2 separate regions of the Mus musculus genome follow, and region 2 is linked to region 1. Evidence: chromatin contacts called from public promoter capture Hi-C data. All regions are on one chromosome and are shown on one strand. Each heading gives the region's core, a stretch centred on a gene start, on an enhancer-like site or on the middle of the called end of the contact. The rest is flanking DNA. Distances are from core to core; before and after follow the strand shown.

Region 1 (5,444 bases), core at 1,143-3,642:
CAACACAAGAGTCTCTTATTTCACTCACATCACACAACATTCAAGAAGAGGAAACCCAAGCAAAGGAAAATAAAGACAGTAAAAGATCCAGGGAGTACCCTATGTCAAGCATACAAAAACACTTTTACACTCAGATTCATTTACACACATATGTGTCCCAGAGTAGTATTATAGTAAGAACCAGAAGTCAAATAAGAGGCATTTTCAACACATATGAGGAACAAGTGACTTCAGGGAGACAAAGTCAACAGGCAACACAAGAGCTATGACCACAACCCTTCCATCCAGCTCTCAGTAATACAGTAACAGTAATGATGCTGTCCAGGGTGACACCCACCAAAGTGAGCTGTTGCTGAATCTGGAAGATGCATTCTTCCTAGGTGGCTTAGGTAGAACAGTCACATGTAAAAACGAGGCGAGACAAGACTATTCCCAGGGCCTTCATTTTCAAAGAGTCAGACTCATGTTCCTCAGTCACAGGACCTAAGCAGCTTTGTTAAAGCAACACAATCGAACCTGAAGACTGCTCATTCCCTTCCCTAGCTCAAAACATACCTTGAGGAGGTGCCTGCTGATAACCTGGCACTGGGCCATTGTAGGCTCCATAGGGAGTAGCAGGGGCTGCAGGTCCTGGTTGCCCACCATAACTCGACTGATGATACCCTGGGTAGATGGGCTGGTTCTGCCCATATGGTGGAACAGGTGGAGCTGACTGGTTGACATTCATTATGAGAGCATCCCCGATTTGATCTCACCTATTGAATGAAGGAAAAGAACGAAATCAGTCAAAACAAACTTTCTACGGAGGGAGCAACTATTCAGGGAAGGAAGGAAGAGATGAAAAGGGATTGACCTTATCAGGCTGTGATCAGTTGAACTATTCCCACACTACTACAGGATCTCAGAAACTTCCTGCCCCGCCAGTATGCAGTCACTTTCTTCAAAGCAAGGGTTTTGTTACTGTGAACCCCATGTTGTGTCACTGCCAAGAAGGTATAAATTTCAACTTCAGACAGACTTAATGGAACAGAACAGCAGCAGCCATTCTCCAGTGGTATGACTTTCAGTGTCCAGGCAGTCACACAGAGTCCTCTGCCTGATAACTACCATGATGTTACAGGTAAATAAAGCAATGTTTCCACTTTCCATTCATTGTATCTACCACCAAGTCATCCATTCATCCCCCAAAACAGAATAACTTCAAATGTACTAGGTTTTGTTCAAACACACACACACACACACACACACACACACACACACACACACAAAGAAAAACTGTAAAGTAGCTATTTGGGAGAAACAGTATTCTTTGTCTGACCTACAATAATCCAAATGTTACTCTGACCCCAGTCTTTCCATGAACAGAATGTATTAACCTCACAAATGAAACATTTAAGATAAAAAAAAAGTAGCAATATTCCATGGCAAAGGTCATTCATCTCATGTCTCAAGCAGAGGACTATGGGTATTCTACATCCAAGAGCATGCCTGTAATTGTTTCTGTTCTAAGGTTTGTTTGATAGGTCGCTATCAAACTATTGCAATCTTGCCCAGGAACAGAAGGATGAGTTGGAGGTCCTTTTCAGGGGTCATTCCAACAAGGGGACTGGAGATCTAAACATCCTTCTAGTTATTATACAGGCAGAAGAGGCCCAGGAAGAGTGAGACCTCCTTTCAGGTGCTGCAGTAGAACAATAGGTTTCTCTTTGCTAGGAGAGCCCAGAAGCTAAACCGCTGCCGGACTGAAAACTCTGTAAAGTCAAAGCCATTTTAGAACAGTCCTTCCAAACGCTAAACGTTGCACATGCCACCAACATCAAGCCTGGGAAACGTCCCTCTCCCTTTAATTTCCTGAAGGAGGCTGAGGGACCGAATAAGCTCAGAGTCAAACTCCAATCTTGACTCCATTCTAGGGGGATAGCCGAGGGTGACAACCGAAAGGGGCGGGGCAAGCTTCCTAGAACTCTGAAAGTACCCGAGATGCGGAGGCTTGAGCGCTCCAGAGATCGAGATCCGGAAGCCAAGCCAGCCTCTAGGGCCACGAAGAGGGCCGGTTCACTAAGCAGTAAAGACCAATCCTCTAATGCCCTTCAACATGCTGGGAGGGCGAAGCGAGCCGGAACCTGGGCCAGGAGGTGAAGGGAGGGGTCCGGGGACCTAAGACCGATCGCCGGCCACAGATGCGAGAGGTGAGGGTCTCTTTCTAGGCCCCGCCTCCAGGCTCCTCCCTTTCCTCTAAAACCGGACAGCGATCAGGCCAAAAATACCCTGGCCTCTCCTCAGCATTCCTCCCCACCACGCAACCTCGCGATGCCACTCCTCACCCGGCTCCAGATCCAGGTTCGACTTCGTTCCTAACGTCAAGGCTCCCAGGCTCAACTTCCGGTTCCGAGGGGGGGGGGGCTGGCGTGCCGTCCCCGGAAGTTCCGCCCCATGCTCTAGGGCTAGGCCACTCCTTCTGCCACGTCGGCCTTAGGCACGCTTCCGGAAACCCGGATGTTGCGCATGCGTATGTGGTGTATCCCGTCATGGACGCAGTCTGTAAAGTATTGCTGAGTTTCATGCTTTTTTTTTTTTTTTTTTTTTTCTTTCCTTTCCAGATTTTTCCACATTTTCCAGACTTTTTTTATGGCTTTACCAGCTGAGAGGGTATTGAGAAAACTAGGTCAGATTATTTTTAGTAACGCTCCCTTCGTCGTGTGTTGACTTTAAGGACAGCTAGTCTTGTATCCACTTCCTGTTAACCTTTCACCCCGTTGATTTGCGTCCCTACGGTAGAGCTCACCCTGACCTTTGAGCCACACGTGGTAGTGGTAGGGTGGGTTCTAACCCTCGACTTTGGGCCGATTAGTTCAATGTTTGGACAACTTCTGCCCCGGTTTACTTCTTTAATGAAAAGAATTCGTGTCGAACAGTGAATTGGGATGAATTTAGAGACGTTTCCTAAGATTGTTCAGTATAATGTTTATTCAATAAAGATTAGTTACCATTTTATGCCTTGCCCTTTTTTTAATAGAGGTAACTCTACCAGAATATAAAGACCTCCCTGCTCTCTGTTAAAAGAGCTACAATTCTTTCAGTAATCATAAGACTCTTCAGAGAACAATGTTAACTAATAAATGATTATTGCTCTTTTATCCTCTAATCAGTTTTTTGAGACTGGATCTCAATTTATAGGCAGACTATCCTGAAACTGGATATATAACCCATGATCACCGTGAACTCCCACTTTTTATGCTTCCAACCTCTCCGTTGCATGCATTGGAATTCTTTCTGTGCTGTTATGCTTTAAGCACTTCTTTGGGCCAACTTAGGTTCATGAATAGAGTAGGCAAACTGTTTTGTGGGGTTTTTTCCTACGTAATGGTAGTTACACAGTAATGCATGCTTAGAGAAAAATGGGCATTTAAGTTTGCATGTCAGTTACTAACCAGTCAGTTGTTTCTGTCTAGCTTGTTTTAAAATGTCTTATGTATGGGTGTTTTGCCTGAATGTGTATCTGTGCACTTTGTGACTACAGTACCTGCAGAGGCCAGAAGAGGGCACTGGATCCCCTGGAACTGGAGTTAACAAATCTTGTAAGATACATGGATGCTGGAAATCAAACCCAAGTCACCTGGAAAAGCAGCCAGTGTTCTTTGTCACCAGCCCTGTTTCTATCCACTTTTAAAATACTGTCCGTGGATCCTAGTATCAGTATCAGCTGAGACTTGTTAGAAATGTAAATTAATATCTTTCCTATTTATTTGGGATTTTTTTTTTTTTTTCAGAGACAGGTTTTCTCTGTGTAGCCCTGGCTGTCCTGGAACTCACTCTGTAGACCAGGTTGATCTTGAACTCAGAAATTCACCTGCCTCTGCCTCGCAAGTGCTGGGATTAAAGGGTACATTACCACCACCACTTTTATCCACTCTTATGACTCTCTCTCTCTCTCTCTCTCTCTCTCTCTCTCTCTCATAGGAGGTCTCACTGTATAACCCTCCTGAATTCATTGTGTGGATCCAGCCGGTCTCCAATTCACAGAGATCCTTCTGCTTCTGCCCCCAGCGAGCTGCGATTAAAAGCATATGCTACCAAAGCTGACTAGAAATGTGCTCTAATTCACCTACATGTAGTTCAGTTTTGGGGACGGGGCTCAGCAAACAGTACTCCATTACACCAAGCTTGACAAATGACTCCCTCCTGGTTGATTCTCTTGCTGACTAACAGTTGTCAGTTTAAGAATTTGCCAAATGCAGATAACATTTGTTGAGCACTTGAGCTGCCCGAGCTTGAGCCCTCCCTCACCTTAGCATTTCACATGATTTATCCCATTCATATTTCATCACACCATAAGGAGGCAGATATAATCTGTCTTGCTTAAAGTTATGCACTCCTAATAAGAGCTAAGATTCACAGCTTAAAGATGGAGGCTATAAATTGCATTTTAAATTTTCCTATAACTCAACTTTGCACTTAGAATGGAGGCAGAGACAGGAAGATCAGAACCTCAGGCACACCTTGTTTATCACAAGTTCAAGGCCAGATTAGGCTATATAAGACCCTGTCTTTTTTTTTTTTTTTTAGATTTATTTATTTTATGTATGAGTACACTGTAGCCATCTTCAGACACACCAGAAGAGGGCATCAGATCCCATTACTGATGATTGTGAGTTACCATGTGGTTGCTGGGAATTGAACTCAGGATCTTTGGAAGAGCAGTCAGTGCTCTTAATCTCTGAGCCATCTCTCCAGCCCCAGACCCTATCTTTAAAAACAAAGTTCAAGTTTAGCTTGGGCTGTGTAGTGAGAGCTTGTCTCAAAAAGGTAAATAAATAAAGAGAAAAAACTGTAGGTGTAGATGGAGGCCAGTATAGGGTGCTTGCCTGGTGATTGTTCAGTTACTACCTAGTAGGTGTAGACCAGTAATGAGGGGTTGTGTGTGTGTGTGTGTGTGTGTGTGTGTGTGTGTGTGTGTGTTATTTTAGGTGTGTGTGTGTGTGTGTGTGTGTGTGATTTTAGGTGAACCCATAGCTGTCAAAGTGTTGTGGGTGTGGGGCTGGAGAGATAGGTCTGCAGTTAAGAGCACTGGCTAGGAGCTGGGCGTGGTGGCACACGCCTTTGATCCCAGCACTCAGGAGGCAGAGGCAGGTGGATTTCTGAGTTTGAGGCCAGCCTGGTCTCTAGAGTGAGTTCCAGGACAGCCAGGGCCATACAGAGAAACCCTGTCTCAAAAAACCAAAAAAAAAAAAAAAAAAAAAAGTAAAACTAAGGGACAGGCAAAGGTGGCTCTTGCAAAAGAGCCATTTGTTCCCCAGGACTTACACTGAGAGGTTTGTAACTGCCTGTGACTCCAGCTCCGGGAGATAGAATGCTCTCTTGCGACTCCAGTCACTTGCAGTCACATGCACACGCAACCCGCACACAAACATGTGACTAAGCAGAGAAGGGAGAGCCAGATGCTT
Region 2 (5,444 bases), core at 1,849-4,348, about 10 Mb before region 1:
AGCTAAGTTGGAAGAGTGGTTGCCTAGCAGATTGGAAGGCCCCAGGTTCAATCCCAGCACCACGTGGAACTGGGCATGGTGGTACACACATGGAATACTACCATTAAGAAAGTGGAAACAGGCCGAGCGTGGTGTACATGCCTTTAATCCCAGCACTTGGGAGGCAGAAAAACAAAATTTTGCATAATTTAAAAACAGTCTCTAAGTACTACTTCATTATTTCTTTATCCATAAGCAGAAAACAAATGATTCTGGGGTTTAATTTCAGATGTTAGGATGGCCTTATTTACAGTAAAAAATGCAAGTGTCTGACAATGAATCTGGATACTCCCAGTGCACAATAAATACTTCAGAAGTCTGGGAAGAGGAAAATCAAAGTACTTGCCATGCAAGCATGAGGGCCTGAGTTCAGATCCCCAGGACCCACAACAAAAGCTAGGCACAACTGTGTGGCCCTCTGACCCCATCACTGAAGGTACAGAGGAGGTGTAAAGACATTAAGATCACTGGGGTTTGCTGGCGATCAGCCTAGTCAAACCCCAGCAAACTCCAGGTATATAATGAGAGAATTTGTCTTCAAAAATAAGGTAGCCCTGGAGAGATGGCTCAGAGGTCAAGAGCACTGGCTACTCTTCTATAGGGCTTGAATTAGATTTCTAGCACCCACATGGCAGCCATAACCATCTGTAACTCCAGTTCCAGGGGACCCTCTTCTGATTTCTTGAGGCACAGCCATACATGGAGACAAAACATCCACACACATAAGATAAAAATGAATAGATCTTAATATAAATTAAAAAAAAACAAACAATAGAAAAACAATGCCATGGATCTCTAGCCTCTACAGACACAGGCATACATATACCAAGTAAGTCTTTTAAAGAGTACTTAAGAATATGGAACTGTGGGGGCTGGAGAGATGGCTCAGCAGTTAAGAGCACTAACTGCTCTTCCAGAGGTCCTGAGTTCAATTTCCAGCAACCACATGGTGGCTCACAACCATCTGTAATGGGAACTGATGCCCTCTTCTGGTGTGTCTGAAGACAGCTATGGTATACTCATATACATAAAATAAATATTAAAAAAAAAATATGGAACTGTGTAAGTACCTAGTATAGCCAAATACCTGACAACATACTTTTAGTATTCTGTGTTTTTTAGTAATATTCAGCATTGTAACAAATACTTAAAACAAAAATTGTGGTAATAAGTAGGCAATTACCATCCTACTTCTCACAGGAAAACCACCTTCACCACTGCCACTCAGAGCCTTTAATATTTACCTACTCCTTATGTTATCTTTTGTTGTTGTTGTTTTCTCTCCTTTTCTTTTTGCAACAGGGTCTCATCCATACCATATTAGTCTTGAACTCAGGGCTTGAATTTCTGAGCCTCCTGCCTCCACATGCTAAATGCTGGGATAGCATGTACCACCATGTCCAGTTTATGTAGTATACGGACCTGAACCCAGTGCTTCACAAATATACCAGATTCTCTACCAACTCAACTACAGTTCAACCCAACTATCTTTCCCATAAATGGAGTGATATAAAAATGAAGAGGTAACCAAGTCAGCACTCTCTTTCATGATGTCTGATGTCTTCCTAACAGTCTACTAGACGGGTCTATAGCATGGGGATTTGGGGAATGCACTAGTACTTGAGCTACGTTTCACACTCTAAGGTGCATCTGCACATACAGGTGTTACTGTTTTAATCCCAAACATGTCTTCAGCAGTTACTATCCTCACTTCCCCCACCCTCCAGCAGTGGCACACGCCTGTAAACCCAGCATTCAGGAGACTGAGGCGGGTGATCCAGAAGTCTGAGGTAAATCTAGCAGCAAAGTAAGGCCACTTCAAAGATAAACGAGGATACTTTCCAATCTTTCATTTTGGATCTTAAAAACTACTAAAGCAAAAGCTATGTTCCTCAACATCTGGAATCCAATATGCTTCTGAATTACTTTGGGGGGAAAAGCCTACTACCAAATGGGTTAAGAAAGAAACGTATAACCACTTTTTTGTTTTAATGGCAGGTCTCACTATGTAACCCAAGTACACTGGAACTTGCGATACTCCCAACTCAAGAGCTAGAACAGGTGTTTTCTACTGTGCCTGGCTCCTACAGTAAGTTTTGAAAAGTTTGGATTAAGATAGCATATTCCACCATACGCTTCTATAGTTAGTCCTCGAATTCCTACATCCGGTCTATTGTGTATTTGTCATTTGTTTTCCAGGAATTTTATATTTTTGTCCCCCCTTTGATATCAAATTTTCTTAAAATAAGACTCACTTCTTCAGAAAACAAAATTTTGAAACGGAAAATACTTTTAAAACCAGAAAATACAGTTTACAAAAACTCAACTCGTCGTGACGGTACAAATGAGAAGCTTAAGTACCTAGCCTGTAAATAAGTAAGTCTCTCTGACAAAAACAAAAAAATATTCCGTTTGGGCGATCATTGGGAAAGAAAAAAACAAAAACAAAAACTCAATAGGGAGTTTTTTGCCGAACGCACAAGAAACCAAAAAAAAAAAAAAAAAAAAAAAAAAAAAAAAAAAAAAAAAGAGGCCTTGAGAGGCGGAGGAAAAGAAGAGTTCGCCCGACCTGTCACTGGTTCTGGGGCTAAAGGAAACGTTGACAGCTTTGAAGGCGGCCCGCGACGGGCGGGAAAGAGCAGCGAAGGGAGTTTCCGGGCCCTGCTCTGCCTTTGTCCCGGCGGCAGGTGCGGCCGGGCTGCTGGGCCCTGTCCCGAGGCCCCGCCGCCGTGCCGTGCCGCGCCCCGCCCCGCGCCCTGCCCGACCAGCGCGTCCGCACCACGGGGCGGGGCCTCCGCCGCGACTCCCGCCCGCCCGCCCGCCCGCCCGGGCCGACACAAAGGCCCGGCAGCCGGCCGAGGAGGGGCGGCCCCGCCCGCCCCGGGCCCGGCCTTACCCCGCCGCTCCGCCGCCTGCAGCCCCGGCTGCGGTCCCCGACCGCCGAGCCCCGCCCCGTGGCCGCCACGGCTGCTAGCGCTCCTCTGGCCGCGGCCGTCTCTCCGGCACCCGCCGCCCTCACCGCCCTCACCCCTCCCAGTGCTGCCGTAAATCCAACCTGTGGCCGCCAGGCGAGCCCGGCTCGGCGCGACAGTGTATGTGTGTGCGCGCGCACTCGGCCCGGCCCCGACACACTTTCCGGCAGGTCCTGGAGCGCGTGACGTTGAACCGCAGTTCCAGTTCGCACGTGGCGCCCGAGAAGTCGTGGTGATCCCGAGACCTCCTCTGCTCCTGAAGCGTCCGCGGCCAGGATGAAGAGGCCTAGTGAGTGGGGTCGGGAGCGAAACGCGCGGGTGGTGCTTTGTGGCTGGAGGGAGAGGACTCTCCATAGGCCATTGATGAGTTCCGCGTAGATCTGATGCTTAGAAGGCCCAGACCCAAATTTGGCCTGTTGTATAGCAGGAGAGCTAAGCCCTTGAGAGGAAAACCGAGCCAGATTTCTGTGATTAACGTGTTTGAGCCTCTTTTCGAGCCTGCCGTTTTCCTAGAACTATTCAGAACCATGGTCTTTCGGCCTTGGTGGCACGCGCCCTAATCATGTACACGAAGGATGACGCAGTAAGATAGAAAGTTTGCAGCCAGCCTGGGCTGTATACTGAAACCATGGCTTAAAAATTAAAAAAAGAGCCTGGCCGTGTTGGCGCACGCCTTTAATCCCAGCACTTGGGAGGCAGAGGCAGGCGAATTTCTGAGATCGAGGCCAGCCTGGTCTACCAGGACAGCCAGGGCTACACAGAGAAACCCTGTCTCGAAAAAATAAAAATAAAGAAAGAAACCTTGATATTTGTAGTGCTTTCCTCTAGAAGCTGCTTCCATTGTGGGTCCACCGAGTCGAATTGACTGGCGTTGTGGTGTGATTTCCATTAAATACCCTGCATAACTTTGCAGGGACGGTTGAGGCAAGATCTATGTTGCCCGGGATAGCCTTATTGTTGTAGGCCCCCATGGCCTGATAAAACAATCTCTTGAGGGCCAGGAATATGGCTATAAACACTTGCCACTAAGCCTTACTGTCAAGAGTTCAAACTCATATGATAGGTAGAACTGACTCCTGGAAATTGCTTTCAGACCTACACACAAAATAAGTAAATGAAACATTTTGGGTATGGAGTGAAGACCCAGGGTTGTCCCAGCCCACGTGGCAGCTCCATGCTGTCTGTAGAAGGACAAGTGATGAAGCCCTCTTGTGGCTTCCTTTGCAAGAACACTACATGCACGTGGTTGGTCTGCTGACAAGAGAGGGCAAAACATCCATATAGGTGATGTGAGAAATTTAAAACACTCACTGCTCATGTGTGCAGTCTTTCTCTTTCTTTGTTTTGGCAGAGTTAAAGAAAGCGAGTAAACGTATGACCTGCCATAAGCGATATAAAATTCAAAAAAAGGTAAGTGTTCTGTGAGGCCCATAGCAAGTGGGGTGCTAACATGGCTTTCTTCATCTCTGTGGGGAAGGCTCTTGTCATGGTATAGGATTGGACAGACTGCAGCTGTGGGAAAGTACAGGGTAAACGAAAGCCTCAAGCTAGCACACTGGCATCTTTACAGAGAGCTGCAACACTTTTCTGTTTTTTGTGTACATGTTAATTCCCTGTATAGTTCCAGTTGAAGTTCTGCTTTTCTAGGGTGCTTCACATCCATTATAAATTGCGGATAGGCTGGCTTGTTCCCTAAGTTCTCAGTGCTTATGTATTTTTGTAGGGCGAGTTGTTTCTTTTGTATTAATACTGAGGATTGAACCAAGGCAAGTGCCTTCCGACCTCATAGAGCTGTTTTTAATAGGTCCGAGAACATCATCGAAAATTAAGGAAGGAAGCTAAAAAACGGGGTCACAAGAAGCCTAGGAAGGACCCAGGTGTTCCAAATAGTGCTCCCTTTAAAGAGGCTCTTCTTCGTGAAGCTGAACTAAGGAAACAGCAGGTAATTTTTGCTGGCTGAAAGCTCCAGTAGAATGATATATGTGGTTTCCAAAGCAATACACTGCCACCAGTCACTCGCTCATTCCTCTCTTTCACGTCTCTGACACAGCTTGAAGAACTAAAACAGCAGCAGAAACTTGATAGGCAAAAAGAGCAAGAAAGGAAAAGAAAACTTGAAGTTAGCCCTGGTGATGAGCAGTCTAATGTGGAAACTAGGGAGGTAAGGTTATCTTTCCTTAAAACTTGCGTTCCTTGGGAGTAACAAAACGTAGGCTTTCTCATCCATTTAAAATATATTGCCTGTAGTGATCTGTGGGAAATGTTGATATACTGGTAACAACTGCTGTTTCTAATTTTTCTTCCTTTTAGGAATCTGACGAGCCCAAAAGAAAGAAAGCCAAAGCAGGCAAACAGAATCCAAAGAAGTTACATTGCCAGGAACTTAAAAAGGTACCTTAGTATAGGTTAGTGTCAAAAATGATCTAAGATTTT

Evidence for each region. Promoter capture Hi-C pulls out the DNA fragments that hold promoters and counts their contacts.
Region 2: a promoter capture Hi-C map of cranial neural crest shows a contact between it and region 1. The contact joins the promoter of Gnl3 here to the promoter of Sec24c in region 1. A contact is called at or near these places in 3 of 39 promoter capture datasets (cranial neural crest, frontonasal cranial neural crest and liver).

The regions. Positions count from the first base shown.
Region 1 is chr14:20,671,269-20,676,712 of GRCm38.p6, reverse strand. Sec24c (Sec24 related gene family, member C (S. cerevisiae)) reads right to left here and starts at 2,392. Exons shown (of 23, transcript NM_172596.2): 1 at 2,325-2,392; 2 at 556-755. The coding sequence starts at 727.
Region 2 is chr14:31,016,785-31,022,228 of GRCm38.p6, reverse strand. It overlaps Gnl3 (guanine nucleotide binding protein-like 3 (nucleolar)), which reads left to right and starts at 3,098. Exons shown (of 15, transcript NM_153547.6): 1 at 3,098-3,300; 2 at 4,363-4,421; 3 at 4,816-4,953; 4 at 5,062-5,172; 5 at 5,322-5,402. The coding sequence starts at 3,288. It overlaps Pbrm1 (polybromo 1), which reads right to left and starts at 3,091. Exons shown (of 33, transcript NM_001081251.1): 1 at 2,936-3,091. RefSeq lists an enhancer at 2,360-2,388.